2 separate regions of the Rattus norvegicus genome follow, and region 2 is linked to region 1. The links are chromatin contacts, called in public Hi-C maps. All regions are on one chromosome and are shown on one strand. The core of a region is the stretch at or near the end of the contact, and the rest is flanking DNA. Distances in the headings are between cores, read along the strand shown.

Region 1 (2,700 bases), core at 63-2,562:
ATTGAAGCAGAGCTAATAGCTTAGAGCTGATGCTTCATCGTTCTTGATTGCTGCTTTCCTTGTAGCAGTTATGATTATTGTGGTGATTATTCACTAAGGTTATAGCTGTTACAGTGGTAAAGCTCAGCTACTTAGGGAGAAGATGAAAATAAGCCTTACGCTAAACGAAATGTTGCCAATTAAAGTGAGCTACTATTCAAGCAACCTTCTGACATCACTCAACTGTCATTTCTGGTGTCAAATTCAGGATTATAGTAAAGTGCAGCACCTGGCTCTCCACGCGTTCCACAACACAGAGGTGGAGGCCATGCAAGCAGAGAGCTGTTACCAGCTGGCTCGGTCCTTCCATGTTCAGGTGAGACCATTAGCACCTTTCTAAGTAGTCCTTTTCCTTACAGGGTTTCAGGCTTCTGGCCATTTGACATGTTGTTGGTCTTGTTTTACTCTCGTTTCTCAGGAAGATTATGACCAGGCCTTTCAGTACTACTATCAAGCCACACAGTTTGCTTCATCTTCTTTTGTCCTACCATTTTTTGGTTTGGGACAAATGTATATTTATCGAGGTGACAAAGAAAATGCATCTCAGTGTTTCGAGAAAGTTTTGAAAGCTTATCCGAACAATTATGAAACTATGAAAATTCTTGGCTCTCTCTATGCTGCTTCAGAAGATCAGGAGAAAAGAGACATAGCCAAGGTGTGTTCTCAGTCTTAGACACCCTGAGACTCCAGCTGTGGCTGGTGCAGCTGTGAGCAGTGTTTGGTTAGCTGAGTGCCAAACCTTTGGCTTCTTAAGCAGGTTACGGTAGCCATGTTTATTGTTGTTGTTTACTTTGACAGTGTTATTTTAATGATCTCATTTATCCCAGGGCCATTTGAAGAAGGTTACAGAACAGTATCCTGATGACGTGGAAGCTTGGATTGAGTTGGCCCAGATCTTAGAACAGACTGACATACAGGTATCAATGTCTGCTCTTCCTATCCTAAGCAATGTGTTTTAGTAGGCTGGGGTGTTTCTCTTTGATCTGTGAGTAACTCTTACTCTGTCCACTGTAAAAATGCAGGGTGCCCTTTCAGCCTATGGAACGGCAACACGAATCCTGCAGGAGAAGGTGCAGGCCGATGTCCCGCCTGAGATTTTGAATAATGTTGGGGCCCTCCATTTTAGACTTGGAAACCTAGGCGAAGCAAAGGTGAGGAAACTGAAGCCTTCCTCTTCTCTGTGCTGCAGGCACTTGCTCAGCTGTATCCAGTAACACAGTGCCTTTTCTTCCTCACAGAAGTACTTCCTGGCCTCACTGGACCGAGCAAAGGCAGAGGCGGAGCATGATGAACACTATTACAATGCCATCTCTGTCACCACATCCTACAATTTAGCCAGGCTCTACGAGGCCATGTGTGAATTTCATGAAGCAGAGAAACTGTACAAAAACATTTTACGAGAGCATCCTAACTATGTTGATTGTAAGATTTTTAGGCGCTCTCTCTCTCTCTCTCTCTCTCTCTCTCTCTCTCTCTCTGTGTGTGTATGTGTATGTGATAAAATTCCTAAATTCCCATAATAACATCAAAAACTTATTTAGGAAAGAAAGTCTTTGTTAAAGATGCAGCCTGGAGTGGTAGCACTCATCTGTAATCCTAGTACTCGAGAGGTAGAAGAGAACGGATCAGGAGTTCAAGGCCAGCCTCCCTACCTGGCAGGTTTGACACCTTGGCTGTATGTGAGTCCCTGTCTCAGAAACTGAAATAAGGGGCTGAGGAGATGGCTCAGCAGTTAAGAGCCCTGGCCGTTCTTCCAGAGGATCCAGGTTCAACTCCTGGCGCCCACATAGCAGCTCACAACGGTCTGTAACTCCAGTTCCAAGGGACCTGACTCCCTCACAGACCTTCATGCAGGCAAAACATCAATACACATTTAAAAGAAGCAGATGAATAAAATTAAAATTGCCGTTTCATTTATTTATGCTGGAAAATACAAGGATCAACAAAAGTCACTTGAGCCATATTTAGTGATAGTCAGCTGCTGAGCTACTCCCTGGTGAGCTTTACTACTAGGTGCAGTCTGTAAGTGCTCTTTCTTGATTAGTGGTTTTTTTCTTGAAACACTATTACTGAAATGTCCTATTTGAGTTTTTACAACCGAGGCACTGTAAATATTGGCATTTTAAAATTACCCTATGTCTCTGTAGCAGTTCCTTCTCTTCCAGGGTTTCACTCTCTATAGCTCCATTTGCCTGTACTCTACTCTCGCGGCATTATATGAAAAGTTCTATATGTAATTCCTAAATTTCAAATTGTGGGCCATCCTGAGTGTGTAATAAGACCTCACACATGCTTCTCTACTCCACCCAGCCCAGGATGTACATAATCCTAGTACTGTCAGTGGCTGGGTAGTCTCAGAGAGCAGCTTGACTGTAGGGTATCAGTATGTGTGTGCGGTGAGCCTTATTGTACTGTATAATGATCCCAGCCACATATCTGTAATCCCAGCACTCCAGAGGCAAAAGCAGGGGACTCTCTTGAGTTCCAGGCCATCCTGGTCTACAGGCCAGCCAAAGCTAGTAAGACCCTGTCTCAAAATAGAAAAAGAAAAAAGAAAGGTTGACCTAGTGATACAGTTCCTCTTTTTCCTAGCTGGAGTGATGTGTCTCCATGTGTGGGCTTTTCTCTTCTATCTGAAAGTATTAACAAAACAGCTGTTCC
Region 2 (2,700 bases), core at 134-2,633, 39 kb after region 1:
GGTAGAAATGAAAAGCCTGAAAAGAGAGAAAACACCAAAATTAGGTACAGCCATATAGAGTTATAAACTTTCGATTATAATTTATTTCAGCTTTCAGCACTGCAGCTGATTAAACTTTCACACTGCATTGCAGCCCTCAGAAGACTAAAACAGAACGAAGTCAAAAACCACAAATACACAGTAAAATCTTGTTTAGCCACGTGGATTCCCTTAGTATTCAAGGATGCAAAGAAGTTTTTGTAGAAAAAGGAAAAAAAATCTGGATACTGCCTAGGACGCAGCCATATTATGTATGAGGCCTTTAAAATTTAACAAAACGCTACCAACACTGGTGGTGCTATAGGGAAATGTCTGCTGTACTAATATGGGGGGCCGGGGTGGTGACAGGCCGGTCAGAAGTCTCATTACCCGGTGTTGGGCAGCCTTCTCCTTCGCTCGTCCTTATAACCCCTCTTTACATAGGGCGCGTGTGGAAAGCCGCCGGAAGACCGGGGCCACAACATGGCAGCAGGCACCTCCGCCCCACTCTGCGCGAACAAAAGAGCAGCGAGTTCCTCCCCCAGGCCCTGTCTGGCTCAGCTTCCGACCGGCGACTAGCGAGGGCCCAGGACTGGGCGGGAGGCGCCCCCTCCGGGCTGGCCCTTTGTTCTCCCGCAGGAAGGCCGCCTCCTGCCCACCCGTCGCCTCCACCATAAATCCCCCCGGCTGACAGCGCCTCGGCTGCCATGGCCTACAAAGGGACTGAGATTCGCTCTCCGCTTCGCCTGAGTGGGGCATCCCGCAATAGGGCCCACACACCTCCTCCCCGCCGGGAGGCCGGGCTCCGGACTCGTCCGCCTCGCTGGTCCCGCGCCAACGGCCGGGCCCTGCCGCGGGCCGCGTCCCTCCCGCCGAGGCGCGAGGCCTGCCACGCTCGCACGCTGTTCCCGGATCCCACGTCAGGATCCCGTCTGCGCCCGCCACTAGACCTCACGCCAGCCTAGCTCTTTGGTTGGCACGGGAAGGAGAGCAGAAGCCATAGATTTCTAAGTAGCCCAAAGGCAGAGGAAAGGCCGCCCCGCCCGGCTCCGCCTGCGGCCGCCATTTTGTTCCACTCGACAAGAAGCGGCCAGGGGCGGCGGCCATCTTAGAGGGCTCCGCTCGGCGGCGGCGGCGGCGACTCCACTCACCTTCACCGAGAACTCAGCAGCTGCTACCGCAGCTGCCTCCTCTGGATCCGGTCGTCGGGGACGGGGAAGGGAGGGGGAAGGGGAACGGAAAACAAAAAAGGGGGAGGGAAGGGGGAGGAAGGAGACGGGGACGGCTTGAAACTCAGCTCAGAGGAGTAGCTGCTGCAGCCACCACCTGGTACCCGCCGCCACCTCCATAGAGCTCCGGCTCGCTGCTGGCGCTGAGGCGTGTCTGAAGCCGAACTTATCACTCTGCGGCGGCCGACCCACCAGAGCCTCCCCGAGTGGCTCCTTCGCTATCCAATCAGCAGCCGGGCTTCCGTCCGCTACCAATCCGCGCAGGGCGGCGGGGAGGAGCCAGCGGGCAAGCTAGGTTGCGGCGCAGCCCCGCCGCAGTGCGCAAAGCCATATTCGCGAAGGCTCTGGGGCCAAGCCAGTGGCGTAAGGGCGGCGGGCTGGTGAGCTGCGGGACTCTTGCGTTGCGCCCGGAGTCCTGTGAGTGTGCGTCGCCCGGCCGCCTGGTCTTCCTGGGCCGGCGCTTTGTTCCGGAGTCCGAGTATCATGCTTGCCTAGAAGAGCCTCTCCGCCTCTCCTCCCTGACCCGCCCGGGCCTGGCGTCCCGAGAGCTCCGCATGGCCTCGCGGCCTGGCCTCTGTCAGGCGTCTGGGAGCTTTGCTGAAGTGCCCATCGATAGGAGAGCGTTCTGTTTGTTGGTCCTCCATCTGCAGAGTAACGAGAAAAGGATCAAAGGCAGGGCTTTGTACCCCAGGCTACAGGCAGCTTTTCCTCAGAATGCTTGGCCTACTGTCACCGAGCTTGACCCATAATATGCTAGGCTGGCTTGAGAAGGGTTTGCAGAGCGCGGGCATGTGGAAGATTTAAAATTGCAAACTCATTAAGTTTTTCCTTCATTTTTAACAGACGTTAAAGATGGGCAGCGCAGTGTTCATTTTACTTAAGGGCTATATAGGAAAATGAAGGATTTCAAACTATACTTCCAGGTGGTATTTTAAAAAGGTGGTATGTATTTCCAAAAATGAAGGTATGTGGGGTTGGGGATTTAGCTCAGTGGTTTAGCAAGCGCAAGGCCCTGGGTTCGGTCCCCAGCTCCGAAAAAAAAAAATAAGAAAAAAAAAATGAAGGTATGTAAACTAGAAACGCCCCTTCTCTGTTAAGCATGCATTTTTTTTTTTTTTTTTTATAAAATGGGTGACTAAACTAAAAGCACGTGTGTTTTTAACAGTCATGATTTAGAATTCATCCCCCAAGAGCTGGGCTTTCAAAGACCCAAATGTAATTTGACATGTCTTGGTGTTGAAAGACCTAGTCCTTAAATAGAATTTCCAGCAGAGAATTGTACTTTCCTTAAGTCGGATAAGAGTGGCTTTGAAGAGTTATAATTCTAGCATCCTTAGATCTTTGTCTTAGAATTAATGCTTTTAAATAAACTTTCACTTAAACTAAAAACTGTAAAAAGCATTTTTATTTGGGGGATTATTTAAGTGTAAAAAACATTTTTCAGGAAAGGGGC

What was found. Hi-C and Micro-C count contacts between places; a contact is called where the count stands out from the background.
Region 2: a contact with region 1 is called in a Hi-C map of Schwann cells, with 1.8 times the contacts expected there. The contact joins the promoter of Eif4g2 here to the enhancer-like site in region 1. A contact is called at or near these places in 5 of 12 Hi-C or Micro-C datasets (Schwann cells, hepatocytes, kidney and 1 more).

The regions. Positions count from the first base shown.
Region 1 is chr1:174,588,044-174,590,743 of GRCr8, forward strand. Ctr9 (CTR9 homolog, Paf1/RNA polymerase II complex component) reads left to right here. Exons shown (of 25, transcript NM_001100661.1): 8 at 248-355; 9 at 458-694; 10 at 867-956; 11 at 1,062-1,190; 12 at 1,278-1,461. Among named protein-coding and RNA genes, the nearest start is that of Ctr9, 17 kb to the left of the region's middle. Within about 2 kb of position 1,313, at least 39 of the 93 cell types and tissues checked have an H3K27ac peak or open chromatin away from gene starts, as enhancers often do. A contact at or near this core is called in Schwann cells, where this site is marked.
Region 2 is chr1:174,626,869-174,629,568 of GRCr8, forward strand. Eif4g2 (eukaryotic translation initiation factor 4, gamma 2) reads right to left here and starts at 1,384. Exons shown (of 22, transcript NM_001017374.2): 1 at 1,170-1,384; 2 at 1-16.